Linked DNA regions of Gossypium hirsutum: region 1 is linked to region 2. A link is a contact called in public Hi-C data. All regions are on one chromosome and are shown on one strand. Each heading gives the region's core, a stretch centred on a gene start, on an enhancer-like site or on the middle of the called end of the contact. The rest is flanking DNA. Distances are from core to core; before and after follow the strand shown. Region 1 overlaps LOC107899494 (a long non-coding RNA gene). Region 2 has its middle 5.5 kb from the start of LOC107898447.

Region 1 (6,281 bases), core at 3,612-6,111, 190 kb before region 2:
AGTTGTGATTTAGGGCATAGAGAGTTGAATTTTGAAGTCGGGGATTGGGTATGGTTATGGCTTCAGCGGTATCGACAGTTAACGATAACTAAACAGAAGCATCACAAGTTACTCTTGAAGTATTTTGGCCCTTTTAAGGTCTTGAACAAGATAGGAATAGTGGCCTATCAGCTTGAGTTACCTGCATGCAATATGATACATGATATGTTCCATGTTTTTTTGCTCAAAGAATACAGGGGACCTCAACCAGATGCGGTAGGAGGCTCAATCGAGGTTGACGAGAACTGTTAGTGCAGTGGCTAGGTTGTCCTCAAGAAGATGCCACCTGGGATAAGCTCAACTTCGAGAGGAGGAGTATTGATGTGGATGCCTTTATTGGAAAACAATATCAGAGAATGAAGGAATAGAAATGGAGGCGACATCAAATTAGAATTTATTTATTTCCTCTATTATATTAGATTTTTATTTTTGTTTCATTTATAAACTTTAGTTTTGGTAGTCAAGATCTTATAAGTTAGGGATATTTAGTTTATGTCATCAAGACTCCTTCCTTTGTTATGAAAAGTCTATAAAAGCCTGCCAATACTGAAAAAAAAAACAATTATTTTATTCTAAATGTTATTCTTAGAAGCTGTTCAGTCAAGGACGAATCTACCTTTCTGATTATCCATAGCTCAGAGCAAGAATTCTCTCAAGTCTAAACCTATGACTAGATCCTACGCCAAGATTCATAACATCTCCCTGATGTATCCCCTTAGGCGGAGACAATTCATCAGCCAAACAACCATTCCAAAACACTTGCATAGAGCTGGTAGTAACACAATACATAACAATTCCAATCAAGCAGCTAAGAAGCACATCTAAGTAACACAATACATAACAATTCCAATCAAGCGGCTAAGAAGCACATCTTCCATAAAAATCTTTTCTAGAAAATCCCAACGGACCCTATCATAAACTTTTTCCAAATTACCTTGATGGCTATCCAACCCCTTTTACCCTTCTTTAGGCGCATCGAGTGAATCATTTCTTAGGCAACTACTATATTAACTGTTATGGATCTAACTGATACAAAACTAACTTGAGTGGGACGATAAGTTTTGCCATGATGTTTTTCAACCGATTAACAATGATCTTTGTAATTATCTTGTAGAGCATATTACACAGACGATGGCACGAAATTGTGAGAGACGCTTAGGGCCAACAATCTTGGGAATTAGAACAAACAAAGTCGTATTAGGACTAACTGAGAAATTGTTTCCATTAAATGCACCATGGTTGCTAAGATGTTTAAAACTACTATAAGTTTGTCTAATAATAATTGATTTTTTATATATATATATGTTCCAAAGGGGAGTACACGTTTTTTCTAGCCATTGCTCACAATTAAATTTACAGTTTAAGATTACAACATGCCTTATTTTTTGTATTTCCTTTTCCTTTTTACCAAACATGAATTAAGAGCTTAACATTTGTTAACTGCCGACAAACTCTGTCCACTTTCTTTCCAAACAATGGAGACAAGTTAATTTTAATCTAAATTTATCTTCTTTTTTCACCATTACCATTCAAAGGATTAATTCTCGCCTCATTGCTATTTCAAGTGAAAATCAATGTTAAAAAAAAGTTTTAGGAGTTAATGCATCCATTTAATGGAAGAAGGTTTTCCTTTATAACAATTTTTATTTTATGATTAGTACATGCATTAAACTGAAATTTTAAATTTTAAATTTAAATACACTTATGATTATTTTTGGGCTAGATTTTACTTACAATGTTTAAAAATGTTCAAGGAAAAATCCGTGGAAAAAAAAAGAATCAAGAGGAAGCTTAGTGGCGAGAATTAAATAATTTTATTAGAATTTTCGTACTTGTGAAAAACAGTTAGTTTAAATGGTAAAAGAAGATGATAAATAGAGATTAAAAGATGAACTTCTCCATTGTTTTGATGAGATTTTTTCTTTGTTATTTTTGTTTCTCTTTTAATTAATTATTGAGGATATTAAAATGCATGCGTACCTCAGATGCCACATCTTTTCTAGCTCGTGCGAGAACAGCTCAAATTCTGAAGAACTTGCAATTTATTCATGATCTAGAGGAAGAAGATGCCTGACTCTCCTTTTTTTGGGGTTTTGTCAAAAAGGGGAGCAATGCAATAGTAAAGATTTTTAATTTTATGAGTTCGTTTTTTAGGGGAGTTCTGTATTTTGGATTTGATGCTTTTCAACTTTTAGACTTTAATTATAAGTGTTTTGTAACTTGATGTTTTACCAAAATATCAAAATGGGAAATTGTAAAGAAAAATGTTGTCGAGGCAGTTGTAGGGGTCTTTCGGACCACTTCAACAAACACAACTTCCTACCACAACTTAATATGCTTAGTTGACATTTTCTTTTTACTTTTTTTGTAACATCCAAAAATTTAGGACATGTGTCACTATTTAAATAAGTGAATTTCCACGAAAATTTGAAAAGTTGTCAGATAAAGTACTTTTTTTATAGAAGTAAAGTGATTTTGGATATAGGAATTAGTGAAAAGAATTTTAGAAATGAAAACATAAAAAGGACTAAATTGTAAACTTTAAAAACTTTAGGGATTAAAGTGTAATATGACCAAATTGAGAAAAGTTATTAGTGATGACTTGGTACGATAAGTTGGAATATGTATTGGTAGGGTGAAAATCACTTTTGGAACCAAATTAGAAAATTGGAAAGTATAAAGACTAAATTTTAAATTTCTTAATTTTTTCAAGAAAAGAGAACAGATGCAATTTTCACCATATGTGGAGTTATATTAAAGATTATAAGTGAATTATGAGATTTGAGATTAATAAATTCATATTGTTGAGAAAAGAATCATACAAAGAATAAAAAATGAGTAAAATGATAATTTTGCCACAAAAGAGTAAATTGGCCATTTCTCAAATATTTTATGATGGAAATATTACTTGGATATATTAGACTTGAATTGAGACCATTGGGTTAGGGTATATGTAAATTGGGCTTCAATTAGTGATATTAGACTTGAAATTTTATGTGTTCTTGGAGGACATTTGTGTGATTTTTAAAGGAAAGAAAAGAATGGAAATCAACCCCATCAGCCTTTTCTAGCTGCTGGCCAACCAACCTTCTTCCTAAGGAAGTTCTCTTCTTTTTCATCATTTTTTTATGTTTTTCCCTAAAAGATTTTTAAAGAATCTTAACACTTAACCTTAAGTTTTGTTGAAATCAACCTTCTTTCATGTATTTCACCATTATTTCCATCATTTTTGGTTTAGGGTTTATGTGATTTTAGAGAGAGAAGTGAAGCTTCAAAAAGATAATTTGTTAGAAAAAAATGCTTTTATTGGAACTTTGAGGCATATTTTCAATAGGTAAAGATAGAGAGTTGAATCATTAAATTATAGTTTCATATTCTACTCCATAATACCTTTATAACGGTATATCATATGCTCAAAATGGTTGAAAGATGAATGAGAAATTGATGCTCAAAGTAAACAACTTAAAAATATTGTTGAGGAAAAATAAAAGCTTAGATCCCTCATTGGTTAAATACCAAAGAGTTTGATGTGTTAATATATGTGAACCTTTTTGAAAGGTAATTGAATGACTAAGTTTGTAACTTTGCCTTGTGCGTAGGGAAGGGGGTTGCAGGTCCAAACCGGACGGGGTTATGCTACACTCGCACGACATAAGCAACGCAAAATGTTTAGATCGGTCGAGCCCAAATAAGCCTACAAAAATTTTAGCCCAACATGAATTTATTTTCCTCTCTGCTTATATAAGGATACTTATCTTATTAATTTGATTCCAATGAATTTGATTAAATCTTTTAATCAAATTGATTTAATGGCAAATTTTGTGGAATTTTTTTTCCAAAATTTCAACATTCTTCATGCTTAGATAGAACCGAAACTCTGTTGCTCTCAAAAATCTTCCATTTCCTCTTCGTATTTTCAAACATTTCGTTGTTAGAAAAAGGCTTTGTTTGTTCAATTGTTGTAGAGATGTTGCTACTTTGATCACTGTTGTTGTTGTTGTATTCTTGGGGACATTCGACTTGTAGCAGCCCAATTTAGACCCTAGTTAGAACAATAATTTTGGGACCACAAATCTAAAGTCATAAAAATATTTTAATATTATTTTTAGTGTTTATAGCATGTTAATTGAGATGTGTAAAAATTTCGTGATTTAATTTTATCGATTGGATAGTTAATTTGATAACAGGACTTAATTGTGTAAAATGCAACAGTGGCATACTAATAAGTGTTTATTTGCTATGATTAATTAATTATGAAGTCCTTAAGTGTTTATCTGTCCCTTGGTTATTTGAGTGGACGGTTTTGGGTTTAAAATATATGCTTTTTTTATATTAAATTATAAAGGTTAGTTTTGTAAAATTAGCAAAATATGTCAACATAATAAAACATTAAAAAACATGCATTGGTTCATCTTTCTTTCACCGAAACAAGAAAAGAAAAAGCGGGTTTTAAAGCTTTTGAACATTCGACCTTGGTTCAAACATGATTCAAGGTTAGTTTTTGCTCGGTTTTGATAATTTTTATATTTTTGAGATCATTGCTTCGTATACTAGCTAGCCCATGTTAAAATTTTTGAATTTATTGATGTATTTAAGATTTTCAATTGATGATAGCTTGTGGTTTTTGTTGTTTGATGATGAAAAAAATATATAAGTTGTTAAATTGTCAAGTTTAATTAAGATGAAATAAAAAGTCTGCTAAGTTAGCACGTCTGTCTGCTCTCTCTAGCAGTTTTAGGGTTTTCTTGGTTTTTTGGTTCTGATCTTGTTGTGACGGTATCGCTTTATCCAGGTTTTCTTGTTACGTACTCTACTAAGGCTCTGAGTTAGTATGGAGGGAGAACTTGTGGGATTGTCGCTGGAGGAGGAAGACGAAATTCTCCAAATTCAATCTGATGTGGAAACGAATGGAGAAGTGGAAGTTTCGCAATTGGTAGGACGTTTTTAACAGCGAGCATTGTCTATTTTCCAGCAATGAGAAATACAATGGCAAACGTGTGGCATCCACTGAAGGGAGTCCAAATTAGAGATCCGGGGGAGAAAAGGTATTTATTTCAATTTTTTTCACATTATGAATCTCGAAAGGGTTCTAAATGGTTCACCTTGGACTTTTAACAATCATTTATTGATCATCCATAAATTGCAAAGGGGAGAGGATCCTTTAATGATCCCTTTAATACACTCACCTTCATGGGTCCAAATACATGATGTCCCAAACGGTTTTGTATCGGAAAATTTGGCAATTCAAATGGGGAATTCCATAGGGGAGTTTACGGAATATGATGGATCAAATATGGGGATAGAATGTAGAAACTTCATGAGGATTCGTGTCAAAATTGATATAAGGCGTCCATTAAAAAGGAAAAAACAAGTAATGCGCCATGGAAAATGCTCATATGTTCGATGAAGCAAGGATGGTGCTAGGTGTGGAAGCTAAAGAGATGGGGTGGGATTTATCACTTAGAGCGCAATCTCGTCGAGCTCAAACAATGACAAGTGTATGGTTGCGAGAAGAAAGTGAGGGACAAGGGAGAGGAAGTACTGGGGAAAGGCATAATAGGGGGCAAATGACAGCAGTCTAATGGAAAGTAGGGGCAGTAGGGAATTTCTTGATCCAGTTTTGGGAATAAATTTGACGGGGAGGGAATATTACACAGCAAAAGGTAATGGGAACTGGAGTGGTAATTTGGAGAATAGTTCAATGGAACATGATATTGAAGATGAGGTGATTGTTGGGGAGGAGGGCAAAAAGAGATATAGAAGGGAGATGGAAGATGCCTTGGCCAAAGATGAGACTAACGTTTTGGCGTAAAGGAGCAAGAGAATTGTGGAGGTTAGTCATCATTTATCAGCGGCTGCCAAGAGGCAAGCCAACCGATCGCAATGAAAATTTTAAGTTGGAATATCCGTGGATTGGGGAGTCCACAGAGAATTCGAAGACTTCGGTATATGCTGAAGTTGTATAATCCCCATATAGTCTTCTTTATGGAGACAAAAATTAGTAGCAGTCATATGGAAAAAGTTAGAAGTTGTGGGTTTCTTAATGGCATTGATGTTGGTTCAGATGGTTTTAGAGGTGGGCTATGTTTGGCCTGGAGAGCAGGGAAAAATGTTCAGCTTCAAAATTTTTCAAAATGACATATTGATGTGATTATTGATGAAGTTGAAGAAGGGTGCAAATGGATGTTTACCGGTTTTTATGGGTCTCTATATCCATAAGAAAGAGCAAAGGCATGGAATCT
Region 2 (6,174 bases), core at 2,339-4,838:
TGATTGAACAATATATGGTTTGTCTCCAGGTAACCAAGCTACATCCCATACTGGAATTGATTTGCCATCACCAACGTGCCAGCTGCTTCCCTTCAACAAGAGTCCCTTTGCTGCCCAAATGCTTCTCCAGACTCCCTAACTTTGCTTTCATAAACTCACTCCTCGCATAATATTTAACTTTCAAAACTCGTGCAACTAAAAAAGTAGGATTACAAGCCAGCCTCCAACCCTGCATGGCCAGAAGTCCTACATTAAATTTCGTTAGTTGTCAGAAACCCAATCCCCCACCCTCCTTTAGGTTACACAACCTCTCCCAAAAGCAACAATGAATCCCTCACTTCGACTGTGATTTTTTCCACCAGTAACAACAAAACACAATTTCTATTTCATCACAAAATGTCGTTGGCAACAGAAAACATGACATGACATAATTGGGAATAGCTTGTAACACTGATTTAATAAAAAATACCTTACCCCCTTACGATAACCATCAATTGCACTATCCATTTATTCTGCTTTGAATATGATCCATAATAGTACAGGACGCGAGCTTTTTGTTTCGACCTATCACCATAGGTAACCCTAAGTACTTCTCAGGATCCAAAGAACTCCTCATATCTAACACCCTTTCAATTAGTTGCCGAGTTCTTTCACTAGCATTTGAACTGAAGCAAACAAGGGATTTATTAAAATTAATTAGTTGACCCGAACAACCCTCATACTCTTTCAGTACATTTTTCACATTTTTCGCCCCTTTTAAGACTATCTTGAGATACTATAGGCCTTGATCGACTCGCTTTCGCTCCTTTTATAAGACTATCTTGAGAGGCTAATCGTAACAGAGCAAACAAGCCCTCACTACAGAAAAGAAATAAGAAAGGACTTAACGAATCACCTTGTCGAAGTCCTCTAGAAAGGGAGATGAGCCCTCTTAGTTTCTTATTCAACACAACTGAATACTGGACAGACGTAACATATCTCATAACCAGCTTGACCCAACCCTTCCCAAAACCCGTCTTCAACATTAACTGTAATCAAGCTTTAGTGAAAAAGATCCTATCTTTTAAGACGGTTAATGTCATTCCACTCTATCGTATGTCTTGCTCGTATCCAACTTTAATGCAAAAGACCCTCTTCGACCTCCTTTTTTCTTCTTAAAAGCAGGCAGCAACTCAAAAGCCACTATGACATTAATCATAATCAACCTCTCCGGTACAAATACACTTTGCGCTTCATCAATGCAATGTGGCATTATCATTTGCAATCTATGAACAATTTCTTTAGTAATGATTTTAAGCAAGACATTGCAAAGGCTAATCGGTCTAAAATGTGTCATACTAACATGATTAGACTATTTTGGAATAAGCACTATATTAGTATAATTAATCTTCGACGTAGATCCTTCATTATTCAATATATCAAGGCAATAATTACTTACATCAATACCAACCATATGCCAGAATTGTTGATAGAACAAAGCTGGCATTCCATCTTCCCCCGGTGCCTTTGTAAGATGCATGCTTCGAATTGTCGCCACTACCTCCTCTTTCATAAATCTCGAACTCAAGAACTCATTCATGCCATCAGTAACATGAATCGGAATACCTGAACAGAGCCTTCTACTATCACATCTACCCTACGAAATAAATAACTCTGAAAAGTATCGACACATATTTTGCTCTATCCCTTCATCCCCTATCCTCACTCGTCCATCTCCATCCTCAAGTCGACTAATACTCTTCATCTTTTTACGCTAAGTTGTCATTCCATGGAAATAAACCTATATTTTGATCACCGTTTCTCAACCAATTAGCCCTTGCTTGTTGCTCCCTATACCTCTCCCCTTATCAATCTCCAAATTTAATTGTATCTTCATGATGATTAACTCTTCCAATATCTCATTATATGAAGATATGCTATTTAATTCTTCTAGAAGATGTTTTAATCTATCCATAGTCATTCGCGAACTCTGCCTAACCTTCTTTGCCCACCTCATTAAACCCCTCTCAACTGACTTAATCTTATCAGGCACCAATCCCTCCGAATTAATCAAAGCCGACGGACCTCTTCTTCGCATGATTCCTCAAGAATCCAAGTTGCCTCAAACTTAAAATTATGGTACCTTTGTTGCTGTCTCTCAACCAAACCACAAGTATTAAGTAAAAGTGGGCAATGGTCAGATACTGAATGCGTGCAGTGCTTAAGACTATAACTCGGAAATAAATCTCTCTCTCCTGGTGTTGACACCCCTCTATCAAGCCTTTCCCGAATATTATTATGAGTCAATTTTCCACGTTCCCACGTAAATCATTGGCCTTCATAACCCACATCTAGCAATCACAATCATCAAGAGCAAACCTAAAAGCTTCCATACAACTTTCATCTCTTAGGCTTCCCCCTTGTTTCTCATGAGAATACAAAATCTTATTGAAGTCCCCCATAACCAACCACGGTTCAAAGCTCTATGTTGATATGCCTCATAGTAAATTCCACGAATGATGCCTTAAACTTTCCATTGGATGCCCATAAAAACCAGTAAATCGCCACCTAGTAGCCTCTGTGTCACCTTCCACAATCATATCAATATGGTTCAATAAGAAGCTTCATAAGACCACCCTACACCCTTGTTTCCAACATAAAGATAATCCCCCCTTATACCTTCACTACTCACATCAATTCATTCTATCAAACCCCAACTACTTCGAACTTTCTCCATCTTAGAACTTTATAACTTAGTTTCCATGAAGAAAGCCACCTCAGGATTAGTCTCCCTCAACATGTGCCGAAAGCGACGTATCACCCGGGGGTTCCCATCCCCCGGACATTCCAACACAAGATTTTTACTACATTCGACTACCTTACCCTACAGAGCCAACCGATATCTCAGAAACATGAACATAATTATGTTCATCAAAAGTTCTCCCCGAATCCATCCAATAGAAACTTGAGAAAATCATGAACTACGAGGTCGTTTCTTCCCTTCCCTAACTTTTATGGGACAATCTCCCCCACCAGATCCCTATATGGATCCATATTCTCTTCCCCATCTAGATCAGACGTCTTTTTCCCCCTATTCAATCCTAGATTGGCACCCACATGCCTCAAAAAATCAGCATTTCGAAAAAAGCCTTATATATTCATTTGCTCCTATTCTTCTCCCATTCCCAACGACTTCCCCAACTCATCAAACTACAGCCCTTCCCTCTCCTCACGTAAACAACAGCTTGACGCCATCATTGCTCGTTTGGGAATCATTTTTATAGAAAGATCCCACTCAAACACCAAATATTTCTTCCCATGAACAATCCTTTCCAGGAAAAATCTTTCTGAATGTCCCAATCGTCCACACAGGAAACAAAACATCAATAATCTTTCATATTGAAAGCGTACATAAATGCAACCTTTGTTACCCAAAACAATTTTTTTCCTTCTCTTCATCGTATTCTTCACATCAATTCTTACCTGAATCCTCATGTAACTCTGATAACCTTTGCTTATGGATTTCGCATCACACTCTAAAAATTGTCCTAAGAAATCCCCAAACTGTTTGGCCATCATCTCAAAAATTAAACCCGCCGGAAGATCAAGATCTTGGATCAAAAATCTGACCAAAACAATGGCACAGCCAATGAATCTTCCCCTACCTTTAATCTGTGGAAAAGCAACAAATGGTTATTAAACATCCAAGGGCTTCCTTCTAAAAACCTGGCTAGATCAATCTCATAATAGAACTTAAAAAGAAATCATTTTCCCCCTAGATCTGTAATGGTCACACCCCCAAGCGGATGCTGTAAATTGGCTAAAGTTGTACGCATAGCCTAGAATTGAACAACACTAGCAGTCAAGAAACAGCCCACAACGCTCAGATCTTCCCCTTCCCTCCTCAATTCCTCCTCCAAATCAACTTACCATGCATCCTCCTCCCCTCCCCTTCAGCAATCGACAACGCCACTAATTCTTCCTCCATCGCACAGTCGTTGTCGTCAATCTTGTCCTTTCGCCTTGCATTGCGTGTAAAAGTTGTTGAACGAAGAGATTTATTTTGACTAAAATGTGCTATTAGAAGCAGACTCAGTAACATGCTATTGGTTCATAGAGTTATATCATTGGTTTTATAGAATGGCTTGATATCTAACATTAATTAAGGATTCTAGGAACTATAGTAATCGTATATAATGTGTATGTATATATTGCTTATTTCAATACATGTGCAATGAAGAGCATAAATAAATAAAAGAATTTACCCTAAAAAAAAGAATTTATATTGGTGTTGTTTTATATATATTTTGAACAAAAGAGTTTTAAGTACTAATATAGATTACTATTAGACAATTGGACAATCTGGAAAAAATATAAAAGGGAAAAAGATATAAAGTCAATTTATAAAATACTTAAATCAAAATCATATACTTGACAATAATATAGAAAAAAATTACACTTGTATTTATAGAGTTAGTGATGGTTAATTAAAATTTAAAAATAATTATGATTATCATAAGTATTTCTTATTTAATATAACAAGTTAATACCCTATATTTACACCAAGTGGCACTCTCACAATTTTTTTTCATTTAATTTTCTATTAGTTAATAAAATGTATAAAAATAAAACATATATTAACTAATATGTACAAAATTATTAGTATCATATGATTGAATATTAACCATCTAAGTTTACTGTATGCCTTCCTGTAGCATTTGGTTTAAGATTTGGTGGTTTCTTTAGAAAACCTGTTTTGACAACAGTGGGGTTTTGTGTAGAGTATGGAAGTGGCATTAGCATATCTTCAACTGGAAGATGAAGAGGGAAATAGGGAAGGAGAAGGATGGAAAAATAGATCCGTGGGAGAGATCAACGCAGGATATTTTCGATTTTTGTTTGGTGGGTTGTTTTTTGTTAACACTTCGGTGAGTAAATGTATTGTGTGATGAAAGAATAAAACTAACTCAAATATTGAAAATAGAAAACTAGAAAGTATATCTAGTATGAATGAATTCTTTGTATATCAGCTATTCTTCTTTTACACTATGGTATTTCTAGAGTACATTAGTAACTGCCATTGCTAACAACTTAACTGCTGAAGTAACAAACTAACAGCTAATAGACTTAGCTCAATAACAGAACTTAGCTAACACATTTCTAATTCATACTCTTAACATTCACCCAACTTTCCGAGAGGCAAAACCCGAAGAAGACTCCGAAATCGATCAAAGTAGGAGACAGAAAGTGGTTTGGTAAGAATATCGGCAACCTATTCACAGGCAAGAACCTCACCAATGATAACAGAGCCATCGGCTACCTTCTCGCGAACGAAAAACAAATCAAGCTCGACATGTTTGAATTTAGAATGTAACACAGGATTAGTTGCAACGACAACTGCTCTAGAGTTGTCACGCCAAATGGTAGGAGGATCAACACTCTGAAGGTGTAACTCTCGTAGCAATGAGACTAACCAAGCGACATCACTGGTAGCCGCAGCAAGACTCTGATACTCAGCCTCAACCATAGAACGTGAAACAACATGATATTTCTTTGAACACCAGAAGACAGGTGTGTGACCAAAATACACACAGTAGCCCGTCGTAGAGCGTCGATCATCAAAATCTAGCCCCCAGTTAGCATCTGCATATCCAACTTACTAAAGGCGGTCAGATGGATGAAAAATAATCCCATAATCGATTGTTCCACGCAAATATCACAGAATTCGTTTTAATGCTACCAGATGAACAGTAGCAGGTGTATGCATAAACTGGCAGATACAGTTTACCGCATAAGTAATACCAGGACGAGTTAGGACCACACACTATAAAGCATCTGCAAGACTTCTGTATTCGGTAGGATCACACAGACGATGGCCATCATCTTTAGAAAGAGTAGATGAGCTAACCATTGGAGTATAACCTGCTTAGCATACAACATAGAACTCCTGTCAAGTAAATCGTGAATGTATTTTTTTTCTAACAAAGATGAAGACACCCATTGGAAGAACGAGTAACCTCAATCCCTAGAAAATAATGGAGATCACCCATATATTTAAGTGAACACTCACCATTCAGCTGCTGAACAAAACTACTTATACAATCAGGGACATTTCCAGTAATAATAATGCCATCCACATACACAAGCACGTAGAGAGTGGAGCTAGTGGTAACCCAAACAAACAAAGACGCGTCA

The links. A called contact is a pair of places that touch in the nucleus more often than the background predicts.
Region 1: a Hi-C map of leaf shows a contact between it and region 2, with 2.2 times the contacts expected there. The contact joins two enhancer-like sites. A contact is called at or near these places in 5 of 34 Hi-C or Micro-C datasets (callus, leaf and petal).

What each region holds. Positions count from the first base shown.
Region 1 is chrD04:40,715,896-40,722,176 of Gossypium_hirsutum_v2.1, reverse strand. All of the region lies in intron 4 of LOC107899494 (a long non-coding RNA gene), which reads right to left. Among protein-coding and RNA genes, the nearest start is that of LOC107899494, 6.9 kb to the right of the region's middle. Within about 2 kb of position 4,861, at least 5 of the 9 cell types and tissues checked have an H3K27ac peak or open chromatin away from gene starts, as enhancers often do.
Region 2 is chrD04:40,526,610-40,532,783 of Gossypium_hirsutum_v2.1, reverse strand. No RefSeq gene overlaps it. Among protein-coding and RNA genes, the nearest start is that of LOC107898447, 5.5 kb to the left of the region's middle. Within about 2 kb of position 3,588, at least 6 of the 9 cell types and tissues checked have an H3K27ac peak or open chromatin away from gene starts, as enhancers often do.